Linked DNA regions of Anser cygnoides: region 1 is linked to region 2. The links are chromatin contacts, called in public Hi-C maps. All regions are on one chromosome and are shown on one strand. Each heading gives the region's core, a stretch centred on a gene start, on an enhancer-like site or on the middle of the called end of the contact. The rest is flanking DNA. Distances are from core to core; before and after follow the strand shown. Region 1 overlaps CENPM (centromere protein M). Region 2 holds the start of PMM1 (phosphomannomutase 1).

Region 1 (6,643 bases), core at 1,198-3,697, 120 kb after region 2:
CAACCCGTCTTCAAAGTAGGTCAGCATTATGCAACAGCTGCACACAAGCAGCTCCGCTCCGTTTCCCCGGGAGCAGAAAACAGGAGGGAGAACTGCTCAGGACGGGCACGTCAGGTTACAACATGGGAACCAGGGGATGGAAAAGATTGAGACAGAGCACCAGGTAGTAAAATTGCTCTCTGCAAAGCGAGGCGAAGGCTGCTGGTACACTCATACGAGGAAACACCATGCTGTTCCCAGAGCTTCCCCAGCTCTGAAGCCTTTGATCTGCTGCTCAGCGTAGCAGCAAGAGGCCCCGAGTCGTGGGGAGGGCGAGGATTAGTTAGGCAACGCCGGCACATGGCTGCGAAGAGAGGTTCTCGGCTGCAGCAAGAGCCACAGGTAGCTACAGTCGGAGCCCAGCTGAACGCAGCGCGGGCTCCACATCTGTCAGCTCTGCGCGAGTTCGAAGAGGGAACAGGGCAGGGGAAAACAACCGCGTACGTTCACGCTGGGGCGATGCCAACACTGCTGTGACATCGGGGCAAGCAGCCAGCACAAAGGGTGGAGAGAGCTGTGAGCTGACCGCTGCCGATAACGGGTGTCTCACAGGTCCCCCAGCCTCAGTCAGAACCTGAGGGCGTGGAAAGGAAAGGAAAATACACCAAACTGCCAAAAATCGGGGGGAGCCTCTGCGGTGTGTCCAACAATCTGGGCTTTTTAGGCATTGCCAGCGCTCACCACAACGCTTCTGCCTGGCTCCTGCGCTCAAACCGCCCGCCCTCGAGCGCGGTGCCTCAGCTCCCCGGGCACAGCTCGCTGCGGCGCGGAGGTGACAGTGGGAGGATGCGGACGACAGAGGACACAGCAGCCCCCGCACCACAGCGGGGGCCCTGTTTCCCAAGGGGAGGCAGCTTCTCGCTTTGTTTTCATCCTCACCCCACCTCAGTGCTCCTTCCTGTGACGTGCAGAGCCCCCGGGGCTCTCGTGCCCAGCCCGCAGCTGCACCTGGGCCGGCGGTGGGGAGGCGCACGTATGTAAAGCACGGGCTCTTTCACACACCGCTGACTTCCCCCCGCCAAGGACACGACGGGGCAGGGGGACATCCACAGCTCCTTCCAGGGCTGCTTGCAGGGCTAGACGTGTCACACAAGCCCCTCGCGATGCGGTGAGCCCGAGGGGGACCGCAGCACCGTGGCATGTGGCAGCTCCTCCTGCGGCCCGCGTGCCACGAGCCCGCGCCGCTCAGCTGCGGGGGCTTCTGGGCAAGTGCCATCGCCCCCTAAGTCCCCGCATCCCACCGCTCCGGCTCATCACATCCAAGCCGGCCCGAGGGGATCCGTCCTGCTTAGCATCGCCGCGCCGTATTAATATTTAACGGTGAGAGAGAGCCAGAGACTTTGATTTCTCCCCCCCAGCCAGCTCAAGGACAACTCGGCTGCGCGGGGAATTTCAGCACTTCAGAAGGTGGGTTTGCCCCAGTTCGCAACAAAACTCAGCCGTGCTGCAAGGCCCTGTGAGAAGGAAGGGAGCCTGGTGTCAGCCTCGCCGCTGCAGGGGCAGGTGGCAAGGGGCAGACACGTCCGAGCTCAGGAGGGTCCCACCAAGCCCCCCTTTACCTTCCCCCAGAGCTGCGGCAAACACCAACCTCAGCTCATCAGGAGAGCACTGTTCTGGATGTGTAACCCCAAGGACACCAAAACACGGTGCCAATGTCAACTCACCCCCATCGTGGAGGACACGGCTCCTGCTTTACGGGCAGTGCCAGCAAGGCACAGTGACTTTTAACACACGTGCCCAGAGCCATGCAAGAAATCACATCCACGGAGGCAAAGCGAGCCCGGCGTTTCTGCTCCGGCTCTGGGCTGTGCCAGCCCTTGCTTTCTCTTGCATACAAATCACTTTCCCCAGCAGTGAAGGACAGCTGGTCACCGAACGGGTGGGAAACGGAGACCACTTGGCCTGCAGGGGAGACGGCCGGGGGCCTGGGCCTGCCCAGGGAGACAGAAGAGCGGGGACATCCAGGTTCAGCCAGAGCAAATATTAGGGGTGGCCTTGAGTCTAGATCTCTACCACCAGTTTCAAGGCTTGAGGGCAGGCAAATCGCCAGGGCTGGGTTTATCTCCGATGGCTGTTGCAGGACAGAGATCATTTACTCCAGGCCCCGTATCAGCGCACGGGCTCTCCCCCCGACAGTACAGACTGGGCACACCACGTGTCTTGCTGCACCTAAAAGTTGGTCTGATTTAAGTGCTGGTGCTGCAAAGCCAGCAAGAAAAGCTTCTCTTGGAAAACCTGGGCTAACAGAGAGCTATAATCCAGACAGATAATGCTAACCATGCTGATTTGTGCTGAAATCTCTTAGCACCTCCATAAGCAGCTCGGCTAGCATGGTGAGGATACAAAATCTTGCTCCTGTGGGTCACGCTGCTGTAGCAGGAGAGCCCCCGTTAGTTTCACTCAGCTCCACCAGCTCAAAAGCACTGCTTCACCAAAGCTTACTTCAGTGCTACTGGTATAAGTCCTACTGTACTAATTAAACTGCTTTCACACTAATTTTGCTGATGCACAGCTGACAAACAAAAACATCCACAAATTGAAGTAGTCAAACCAGCAAAGCTGAGTACTTTTGCCAAAGAGAGGGGGATTTCTTCTAGTACATCTCCAAACAGATAGGGAACTGAGGCACAGAGAGATGAAGAGAAAAAAAACTCCAAAATATTTCTGTTAGTTTAGATTTTAGCCAGCTGGACAAGGTCTTTGGTGATGTTCAAACACAACAGAACCCAAGTGACTAGCCTTAATTCAACTTCAGGCCCTCCATGTGCCTGATCACAGTCCAAACACTACTTTCACAAGACCTTTATCAAACATTAGCGCTGGCTACCCCATCTAGATGAAAGGTATCCTCAGCTGCCTCGTCTGCTCTGCTTTGTTATGTCCTGTCTAAACCAATAGCTGACAGTTCCTAGAGGTATTTACACAGTTGTAGCTGTAGCTTTAGATGTGTCCCAACTACTTTCGGTTGTAAAACATGATGGACCTGAGACACAGTGTCATATTCTTAGATACGCTCCACTTCCCCTGCCAGTTCTATTAAAGACTTTTTCCTAAGAGTAAGAAAAATATTTGCCCCAAGGTGAAGCGAGATGTTGCTCTTAAGGAACTAGCTTTTATTTTGTACCAGCTAGGATTCAGCCACCTGTAGGCAGCACAAACAGCATCTTTCTCCTTTAGAAGTGGTAGGAGAAAAAATCTGTATCTAACACAGCGATGGAAAACAACCCACAAGGTTTGAAGGTGCTGGACAGTAGCGCACCGGGGTTTCGTTCCGGGCGAACCAAAGAAAGTTTCATTTTCACCAGTTAAGAAAGCACAGCCAGAGAAATCGCTCCTGAGGCCTGTAGTTATCAGAGGCAACCGGAGCGTGGCCTAGGTGGCGGAAGTCTCCCTGCCCTACAGCAGTTGCAGAGGACACGAAAGACTCGTTCATTTTTCGTTCTGTGCCGCAGGCCTCCCCTCCCCTCCCCCAGGCTGCACCTGCACGTCGAGAGCGAATCGAAACCAGTCTATTCTGAACCACGGTCTCATTTTATTTTGAGGGACCCAAAGTGAGAGCGAGGCCGAGCCGGCACAGCCAACGGAGAAACCGGTCTTTCGGCGCCATTGCCCCTCTCCAGTGGCGCAGTCGTGGCAAGCAGTGGCAGCGGTGCAGCGCTAGGCCCCGTCCTTCCTACGTGGCCATGAGTGTTTGCACATCTTTCTCCGCTGGGTTTTAGCCAGAGTCCGGCCCTTTTGGACTCCGTAACACAGCTGACTGGTTCAGCTCCTTTGTTCCAGCTGACAACCAACCTTGCGTGTCCTCTGAGCAAGGAGACAGGCTTTGTGCCTTGCTGGGCTGTCTTTGCAAGGACTGCCAACACTCACAGCTGATGAAGCCCGCAGTGCTGCTTTCTGCTCATGGGCAGATGTCAGAAACAGGCTAAGCAAAACAGCACACGCAGCCGGAGCGCTGCACCTAGGGATGTTAAAGCAGACTAGCAGGGATTCAATAAATTACACCAAAGGGGAGCTTAGCAGATTCTCTCAAGACTTCATTTCTACCTGGCATGCAATTTTGGGTAAGCAACATCCCAGTATTTCAAGAAACATGATATTCTGCCAGGTAGTTCAATTCAGTTCACAGTAAGGATGATATTTGGAAAGCTTTTGCCACCACCACGTGGCCGAAACGGTGACTGCAGCCCAGCAAGTAACTGAACTGAACAACATGCAAAATGCAGCAAGGACCAGTTTCACTGCCAGGGCAAGCTGGGGGAACATGTTCGTAGGTTTTACAGCCCATACCACACATCTAAACAAAGAACATACGAAGAGCTATTAAATATTATACATTTTATTAACTTAGAAATCAAAAAATCTGACAGGAAGAATAAGGCATGAGTTACTGCTGATGGGAACCTATTAGTTAAGGGACTATACACAGTATAAGCCCAGTTTCCAAGCCGACACCGTATGTTTTCAGTATGCTGCTATAGTCCAGTTTGCTGTGTTTCATCTCTGGCTAGCCCCAGAGCACAGAGCCTCAGCCCTAAGGATGCTGGAGAGACAAGTGCAGTCCTGCAGCTCTCCGGAGCTCTTTACTTTGGGAAAAAGATCTGATTTCCACTAGAAGCTGCATGTTTCTCCTTCAGTTGCATACCTGTCAGGGCTGTAACACAAAGTGCTGCTACACTCTGAGTTACAACCCTTCTCATTTGTTGACTCGGAGGTTAGATCTCTCTGGAGAACTGCTCCTCGGTTTGCAGGGACTGACTTGCAGCAGAACAGCCCACAGCTGTCCAAATCACGTTATCCTGGGCTTAAGAGACAGAGTCTTTTTTCTCTAAAGATATAAAAGAAAGCTAAAGTGCTAGATTATCTTCTTTAGTCCCTTCCTCCCCAATTATGTACCAGGCACAGAAATGCTGAGCCCTTCACTGGGCAGATGCTCACACAGCTGGATCATTAACTGCCAACTGCAGTGTATCTAGAAGCTGCAGGACAGCCTTCCTCACCCTTTTATTCTCTTGGTGGGGAAACAAAATCTGGCACTGAGGTTTTGCATTAGTCCCAAGTACTGTATTCCAACTGCAAGGAAGCAGAAGCCTGCTGCCTCACCTCTAGTACTTTTGGTCTACTGGAACTAAGATATTCAACCATGACACACAGCATTTGGGATAGTGGGCTGTTATTTTTGATATTCTCTCACTAAAACGTGTAGCTCCTGGCCACTGGCAAATGGGCGAAATCTAAACTTCACCATGAAACGGGACTCAGATGTAGCAACAGTTAGGGATCCCCAATTCAAACTATCCTCCCTCCCCACCACCTATACCTTATCCACTCAACAGAAATCAAGCTTTTTTGACAGGCTAGCAACTACAAACAGCTCTGCATGAGTGTTTGTAATAAGTCAGGCAATAAAGCTTCCTAAAGTGATTCCAACAACAGCAGCAGCTTGAATGCCTGGAACTAAAGAAAAGTGATGAACCTGTACGAATTCTCACAACAAGAAGCTAGTCATCAGCAGAGCTCCTCATCAGCGAGCCAAAAGTCAGGGCAGAAACTCCTGGTACGTGACCAGCACAGATCTGCAGCATCCGGAGAAGCCGCTGAGCGGTGGTAGCTTGTATCCTTTCCACCTGGAAACAAAACGGAGAAGTTATTTAATCAGTATCAGAAAAAGAAAGGCACTGCTTAGCAGTGATAAAGAACTGTAACCAGAGCTAAGCGTGGTTCAGAGCTGCTATATAAAGAGGACACCCATGAGATCAATTTACTCCCCAAACGTGAGAAGAGGTGCAGCGTTCTGCCAGCTGAAAACCCTAAGAAAGTTTCAAGTGCCCAAACTCACTAGTTCTGATTTGCTGACAAAGGGGAGGGGTGGCAAACAGAGGAACTGCCAAAGGCACAAATGTTATCTGCTGATAGGGAATCGGTCCCTGAGGATGGAATGATGCTTAAATGGAAAAGTAAGACGTGCCTCTGCTGAATGCCAAACTCTTCTGCCAGCTTTTTCCAGTTACCTGCTTGGTCTGAGGAGTAGCGTATCAGACTGCAAAACAGCCTGTGAAGCGACAAAGCCCAGAAAACAGAAGCATTGTGCAAGAAAGAATAAAAATAAAAATAAAAATAAAAATCACAGAGCAAAGAGCTCAGGGGCTCCCAGGAAGAGAAAATGCTTCAAGGAACATGTGTACCAAGGCTTTGCGTATCAGAGAAGTTTCTCATAAACACAGACCTGGTTTTCTGAGGCTTTGAAGTGGCAGAGGAAGGTGCAGAAAATCTAGAAGACCCATACCAAGGACAGTCAGACTCCTGTACTTGTTGAACCTGCTCTGGTAAAAAGTCTGGTCTCTGATGCTACTTTCGTGTGACAATAGCATATGTAGGTGTATTTATTGCTAATGTAACGGTGTTACTAAAGATCACAGAGCGGTGCAATTTACAAATCCCTTCCGGCACCAAACAGGCATCTTACCTCCAGCTCACATAACAGCACAGGACTGCAGTAGACGTCTCTCAGTTTCCAGATGGCATTCATCTCTATGCTGCAGTTATTCACCCTGCCAACTACGGAAAAAGTTTTTCTGCATTACTAGCCCCATAATCATCATTCAGT
Region 2 (7,143 bases), core at 1,808-4,307:
AAGCAGTAAACAGATTGCTGCTGACTCAGCCATCAGTGCCACGCTCCCCTGAGCCACGCAGCCGATCGCTGCTAATGAGGCAGAAGAAAGACCTTAGAACTCGGCTGCGTGTTTGGCATCGATCTCGGAGATGGAAAACAAGGTGGAGGGAGGAGAGGCTGCCTGCCCTGCCCTCCTGGTCCATCCTCTGCCTCGCGTCCTGCCCAGCTGGCGCCCGGCTTGCCCCCTGCGCGGCTGGTGATGCTGCGGGTGCGCTGGCAAGCAGCTTGGGCAGCCTCTCCTCCCATCCACTCGGGCTCTGAAGGCAACCAGCGACCCATCGGCCAGCTAACGGGTGGGCTACATTCGCCAAGGGCTGCCAAGAGCCGCAGGAGCCTGGAAGGAGCTCCCGGCCGCTCCGGCAGCGGCTGCGGCCCTGGATCGCGCCCAACAGCGGAGCTGGCGGCGTGGGCTGGAGCATCCCTGCCTGCTGGGCTCTCCGAAGGGCAGCGGGAGCCGGCCTTCGAGCGGCGGCTCCTTGGGCACGTCCAGCAGCCCAAGGGCAGGCTCGGGGTCCCCTTGCTGATTTGGGGCACGCGGGAGCCCCCCGAACCTAAGTAGTACCCCCGGCGCAGGGCTACCGAAGCGGGTGGGCTGCTGCACGCCTCACCTTCGTCCCCCTCGCCCAGCTGCTCGGCGATCTTGGAGTAGTCGGAGCCGCCCACCACGCCGATCTGCACCCTGCCGCGCAGCTCCTGCAGGAACCGGTCCACCTCGGGCTCGATTTTCTGCGGGAGCGGGAGGCAGACGAGGGTGAGCCCGCAGGGCCGAAACGGCGGACAGGCAGCCCCCCCCTCCACCCGGCGGCCCCCCTCACCTGTCGGGCCGGCGTCAGGGTCCCGTCCACGTCGAAGAGGCACAGCACCCGGCCCCGAGCCGCCGCCATCCCCGCTGCCGCCCTCTGTCAGCCCGCCCGGCGGCCCGGTGGGCGGCCCGGGGGCGGGACCGCGCCGCGGCGCCATCTTGTGGCCGCCAGCATTGCCGGGGCCGCGGTGCTGCAGCAGGGGCTTGGCGGCGGGTTGTCAGGCCTCGGGCGGCCGGTCCAAGGTGGTTTTGGGTTTGATTTTAGGATTATGGCCCTTTGTAGGGCTTGTCTATGTGCAATGACACATATCCGTCTCTTCTGTGCAGCAAAGCCGTGCCCTAACTCCCAGGGCTCTCAAAAGACAGCCGTGGAGTCAGATGCACAGCGAACTCCTGGCATTCAGAAATACAAGCCATTTCTTGTTTATAAGCCACAGCGTGGTACAAAGACAATACCTCCCCTGTCCGAGTGGAAGAGGCATGGTGCTGGGAAAAACTGCCAGCTCGCTCCCCTCACGGCCCTGGAGATGTGGCAGCACTTTGGTTATCGCTGTAGCCCAAGCTGACCCTATGGTCTGTCCTCCTGGCAGCTCCCATAGGGCATCCCAAACAGTGTGCTCAGCCTCGCAGTTATTTTGGGCCAAGCTGCTTCCCGTGAGGACTCCTGGACACCACCGTCTCTCTGCAGTCTCTTGGCTGACCTTGTGCTTGCACAAGCTGGGCGCTCACCCCTTCACCCAGTTGGACTAAAAACATACCCCTGCACATCTACGTTTTATCGTACAGCACGAGGAAGAGGGCAGGCTCTCAACCACATCTGGGTCTGGATTTAATAAAAAGGACGTGGTCTCCCCTGGGATCTTTGTGCTATCTCGCCTTGGCATCTGAGGCCACCACAAGCTTCTGCTGCAGAAGACGCATGTACGGGCACCTTTCCCCTCAGGCACCCAGCCGAGACTCCTCTCTCCCCACACGGGGCAGCAGACAGCCGTCGGAAAGGCACCTCCGTGGACCTGTCCCCGCTCGGTGCCCGGGGGAGCAGGAGCAGCTCTGTGCTGCACACCGCAGCGCTGCCGCCCCGTGGCACTTGCCGGAATTAGGAGGGCCACCAAAGCACCGGTCAGTTTTCTGAACGCCTACGAAATCGGCTCTAAGCCACCGGTAGAGCTTTCCAAAATCTGACCTACCTACTGTGCTTTTTCCAGCTTATTATTTCCGTCGTGCTGCTTTACGAAGTCTTTTCAAGTCTACAGCATGCCAAACCATCTCCCTCGGCACCTTTATTGCCATTTACCATCAGCTGGTGAGGGTCTGTGCTACTGTGGTTTCCCCGAGAGCAAAAAAAAAATCACCTGGGTTAGCTCTGAGAACAAGTTCCTGTGGCTGTTCCAGATATTTAATACTTCAGAGACCTGCTTAGCTCCTCCCTTGATGCATTCCCTCACTTGCGACTTGGACAGCAGCAGCTGCTGTGGATGAAAGCTCCGTAACCAGCAACAAGAACAGGTATTTTGGTCCAAGCTTTGACGGCGTCTGTGAGCACTGTACCTTCTGACTAGGGGTGCTATTACGGTCAACATCTCCCTGTTGTACTCATTCCCAGATATTTTACCTGGGGCTAATACTTGAAAGTAAACCAGCACCCCATCTGAAGAATAGACCAAAATAACCGCAACCATGACCATGAACCTTAGCTAAAGCCCCTTTCCATATTACACCCATACAGACTGCTGTACAAACAGTAAGCTCTGTGGTTCAGCACGTGGATGCCATCAATAAGTGTCCAAAAGCCCATACTGAAATAATTTCTTACCCAAAGCCCCATCTTTCCTCTACTTTTTAACAGCCTACCAGCAGAGGCATGATGGATGCTGCTACATAACCCTCACCCATTTGTGCTCTGCAGCTCCAGAGGAACCCAGGAACAAAGCCTGCTTCTTAAGGCTTCTTTCTTCCTTTTTAAAGTAGTAGCATTGAAACAAGCAGGAAGAAAAAAAATAGAGTCTTTTGTTACGCTTAAGCTCTTTCGGGCCTCTTCTTCAACAGCACACATCAGGTATTTCGTTCTTGAACGCTTAAATGAGCAATGGCTGTACAAAATCTGTGCTGACAAACCGCCTACTGTCTGACCTTTATTTAGCTCATCCAAGCTGCGCCAGCCCTCAGAAGAGGGATTTTAACATACCACAGTGATTGCAGAAGTAAAATGTCCCCAAATTTAAATAAAAATATTGCCCATGACCAGTTCTAGCAAAGAGCAGTAGCCACTGTCACTTCTACTAGCGGTACACAGCACAAATTGCTAGGATGGTTTCTTAACCTGCAATTTCCAGCTGGGAACGGCGTGAAGCAGATTTCTGGTGAGCTGCCTTTGCTGGGTAGCTGCGTGGACACATACATACAAACAGAAAATTGCTGTACTTTTTTATTGTAATAGAAAAAAATCAAAACATCACTTTCTGTCTAAAGATGTTATTAACATTTTAAAAATGGCATGGTGGAACCCCAGCAATACTTGACAGAACAGTAAGTGTGGGCAAAAGGGTTCTGCTCCCCTTCAGGAGTTCAGCTTCCCCGCTCCCCCTTGGTCAATCAGCTGGCTGAAGTTTGCCACCTATATACACTTACATACATTTCTCATTCTAGTTTATGTACCTATGAGTAGGTATGGCTGGGAGGAATGTTGGGTGCACAGACCTGCAATTTACGCGTAACCATCTTTGGAGAAAACGGGTTTCCTAAGAGGCCTACAGGGTACAAGGGTCTCATTACCCAGTAAGATCAAACAAACAGGATCCGCTCCTATAGTTCCTTTGCCACAATACACAGAGTAGGTCCAGAGACAAGGAGACCCTCCGGAGCTCCTTTGAGAGTACCACAGTTACCGCAAACAGAATGTGTCTGAGTGAAATTTTACCCACTGATACTCAAGTAGCAGCATTCTCTCTGCAACAGGGCTGCTCAGGAGGGGAAAAAGCAGACTGCAAAATGCCTGGGGTGAACCTCTTACATCCTGTCGGGAGGCAGGAAAGGAAAAGGCCCTGAAGCAGAAACCAGGCTCAGGACCTCTGAAGTGGACACACTTGTCATGCAACGAAGCATGGGGTAGAGACCGTGGTACTAGAGACCATGGTGCCTGTGCTTCCCTTGCAGAACAGCTGTACCAGCAGTTGGCTGTACCTGAAGTGATAGTTTGCTGAAAGAAACAACCACAGCTGTGCTCCTTGTGGGTACCAAACTAGCATACCCAGATGTTGTGCTGCATTGTATCAGCTTCGGTATACCTGTTCGACTGAGGAAGCTCTAAGATCTCTAACGTGCTATTGTGTTTCGTGGTATAGTCATGTCTGTACTTGGATGAGAGACCGGTTACTCTTCACAAAATAGACATGGAAAGAGTCTGGAGGGGATTACACAGACAACAGAAAAACTATGCTGTGGCTTACCAGAAAACAAACACTTGCCAATGCCTTCTCCAGAAGCACCAAAAGGTGCTGTATGGTAAGTAATTTACTACAGAATGCTCTCTGCATAATGGTTTGATGGTGAAAGACTGAAAACTTTGCATTAAGCTTTTGCATCTGTACTAACTGCTACGGTTGTCTCCTAGTCCAGTCTGCCAAATGAAACACTTAAGAAGTTGATGGCACGAGCAGAGAATGACAGAAGGAAAAAATCACCACTGACAAGAAAACACATTCTGGGCTACAAAGGCCACCTGCACTCAGAGCAGCTACACAACTGCAAAAGGGACTGACAGTACCTGACTTCCACTCGTGTAGTGACTCTACAAGGTGCAGGGCAACAGAGTAACTGACAGAATGACTGAACTGTGGGTTTCTTCCATTTCATCCCCACAAAAATAACAGCATGAGAAACATACTAAACCATATTACTCTGGGAGAAAGATAGCCCAGCAGAGGAAAGACATCTCCTTTAGGTAATACGGGAAGTTTGAGATGCAGGACTGAGCTTGCAGCAATTGTTTGCACAACAAAGCACTGGAACCAAGGGCTATACTTTGCATAGATGCTTTCTTCAGCAGCATCTGGGATGTGCAATCCCCATTTATGGAACACCAGCAATGTTTTGGGGGTTTGCCCAATATCTTTCTTGTGCTCCTCCCTAAGTGTACTTGCTACAGAATTGTTCAGGAAAACAGTGTATATACACACATGAAAAGAAATCAATGTGCCTCATCTTTCCTTCCCCTGATTTTTTTTCCCACTGCAAATAATTGCAAAGCTATAAGAACCTTAAATTAGAAGATGTAGTATTGATACAATCTAACATCAATCTAAGGATAGGACTGCTTCTCCATGCATCCCAATCAACTCAACTGTTCGACAGAAAAGCTTAACTTTACTATTCCTCATTTTCTTTAAATCTGGGGAGACCTACCACTTATTTCTTTCACTTAAGCAGAGCACTCTCTGGGATGTACTTGACTGCTTTGGAGAGGGCAACAATATCAGAGAAAGCTGGAACTCCTACTCTGTCTGCAACTAGATGCTGAAGGCAGAATTGGCCTACCTCTCATTATTGTGCAGCTGCCATGCTATTCCTGCCTCACTGTACAGTAACTCTGGCTCAGTGAGGAAAAAACAGCTCTTGAGCAAAGGTAAAAGTTAACAGGATTCTATCCATCTGCTGACAAGCTTGCTTGAGAGAAAAGGAAGCTTACTTTCACCTAAAATTTGCTCATGAGGTTCTGTTCTTTCAGCTGGTTCTCTGCCTTAACACCTGGATCTCGCCTTATGAGGCTCCTGGTAGTTTTCATTTGCAGCCTCCCACCCACACACAGCTAAGTCCATTGGAAGTTTCAGCTTTGAAAGTGATGCTGACTAGCTCAGCTAGGCCACCCTTTCCACTCAGCTGTGCCATTGCAAATGCTCTAATCAGATGAGTTGAGCTTGTTGCCTGAGCAAATAACACAACGTTAATGAAATATGCGTAAGACTAGTACTGGGACATCTTCACCTCCTAGGCTACAAATACTTCCTTTGTCTTCTTGCTACAGACTTCAGCAAATACCCCCAGAACACAGTCAGTGACAAGAGAAAGAGATGTGAGCCTGCAAGGGATGGCTAGGACATCCCCTTTACTTCAAAATGTGTAACGGGTGCTCGAATGTTCATGGAATGAATTCCCACTTACCAGCACGGGAGTTATTTAGAAAGTGTCAGCCTAACCCAGGCAAGACAGCCTTTATAAATTAGTAGAACACTATTAGAAATTATGGCAATCTTTTTGGTAGCATTGTCTTACATGCACCCTGATAACCCTCTCCCTAGGAAATTTTAAAACTGGTCCTGTAATTTCCATAGAGTTAATTCTGATGGGAAATTATAAAATAGAAATCTGGTAGATTTGTGTTTAAAAAGGAAGAGGCATGGTGAGGCTGGGCACAACGGGTCACTCCTGTTAGCTCTGTCCATTATGTCTGCTGAAGGCATTTCCTCCAGGTGTCTGGATCTGGATGGTGTCCAGGAGGGGCCTTAAAGCTTGTCCAAAAGGTCTGAGAAGGCAAAGAAATAAACATATCAAATAGCTTGCTTGAACAATTTTTCCCATTTACTACTGAAACGGGCTCACTTCCTAGACTGGAATCAAATCAGCATAAATGGAAGTAAAGTTGATGAACAGACTCTCACTTTTCACTGCAAGCAAACTAGATTTAACTTATCATACAGAATTCACTGTTCAATAGCTAAGGATCTTAAGTCTGATTTTATATAAAGGGAATTCCAAGTCCTAACACACCCATGCTGCTAATGTGGTATTAGCGTGTCTGAAACTGGCTTTCAGTAATTCATTCTACTTAAGCATGCGAATGAAATCCCTGTTATGCAACTGCAGTTCTTCATTAAGCACCACATCAGTATTAAAGACTAGAATAGCCCCTAGTCCCCTTATAAGACAGTGATTCAACACACAGAGAATAATGTCTGTTGCAATCTGTAGCACCAAGTTTGTCTTCTGGTATGACTCACTCTGTTACAGACTGACTGAGAGATCTGAGGAAATAAGAGCCCAAGGCAGAAGATGTGTCTCTCAGATGATGTGGTATACCACAGAAATAAGAAATAAGAGAAATAAGACCTAAACAATGGAGCTAAATCACCCTGCTGGGATCCTCACTAGTTCAGAGTACAACAGAAGAGGTTGAGCCTACCTTCATTTCCTCTCTTTCATATTTTTTCCATTCAGTTCTAGCTTTAAAACTACACCAATAACTTTAAAATTACATCTCCCTTGCCTCTTCACGAGGCAAAACTGACATCTCCACTGCAGTTATGG

What was found. Hi-C and Micro-C count contacts between places; a contact is called where the count stands out from the background.
Region 1: a contact with region 2 is called in a Hi-C map of liver, with 3 times the contacts expected there. The contact joins the enhancer-like site here to the promoter of PMM1 in region 2. A contact is called at or near these places in 2 of 7 Hi-C or Micro-C datasets (both in liver).

Annotation. Positions count from the first base shown.
Region 1 is chr1:44,132,319-44,138,961 of Taihu_goose_T2T_genome, forward strand. CENPM (centromere protein M) reads right to left here. Exons shown (of 6, transcript XM_048078878.2): 5 at 6,503-6,594; 6 at 4,358-5,663. The coding sequence ends at 5,538. Among named protein-coding and RNA genes, the nearest start is that of TNFRSF13C, 7.0 kb to the left of the region's middle. Within about 2 kb of position 2,448, at least 2 of the 3 cell types and tissues checked have open chromatin away from gene starts, as enhancers often do. A contact at or near this core is called in liver, where this site is marked.
Region 2 is chr1:44,014,284-44,021,426 of Taihu_goose_T2T_genome, forward strand. It overlaps PMM1 (phosphomannomutase 1), which reads right to left and starts at 3,058. Exons shown (of 8, transcript XM_013197286.3): 1 at 857-3,058; 2 at 650-767. The coding sequence starts at 925. It overlaps DESI1 (desumoylating isopeptidase 1), which reads right to left. Exons shown (of 6, transcript XM_048078795.2): 6 at 3,256-6,361. The coding sequence ends at 6,268.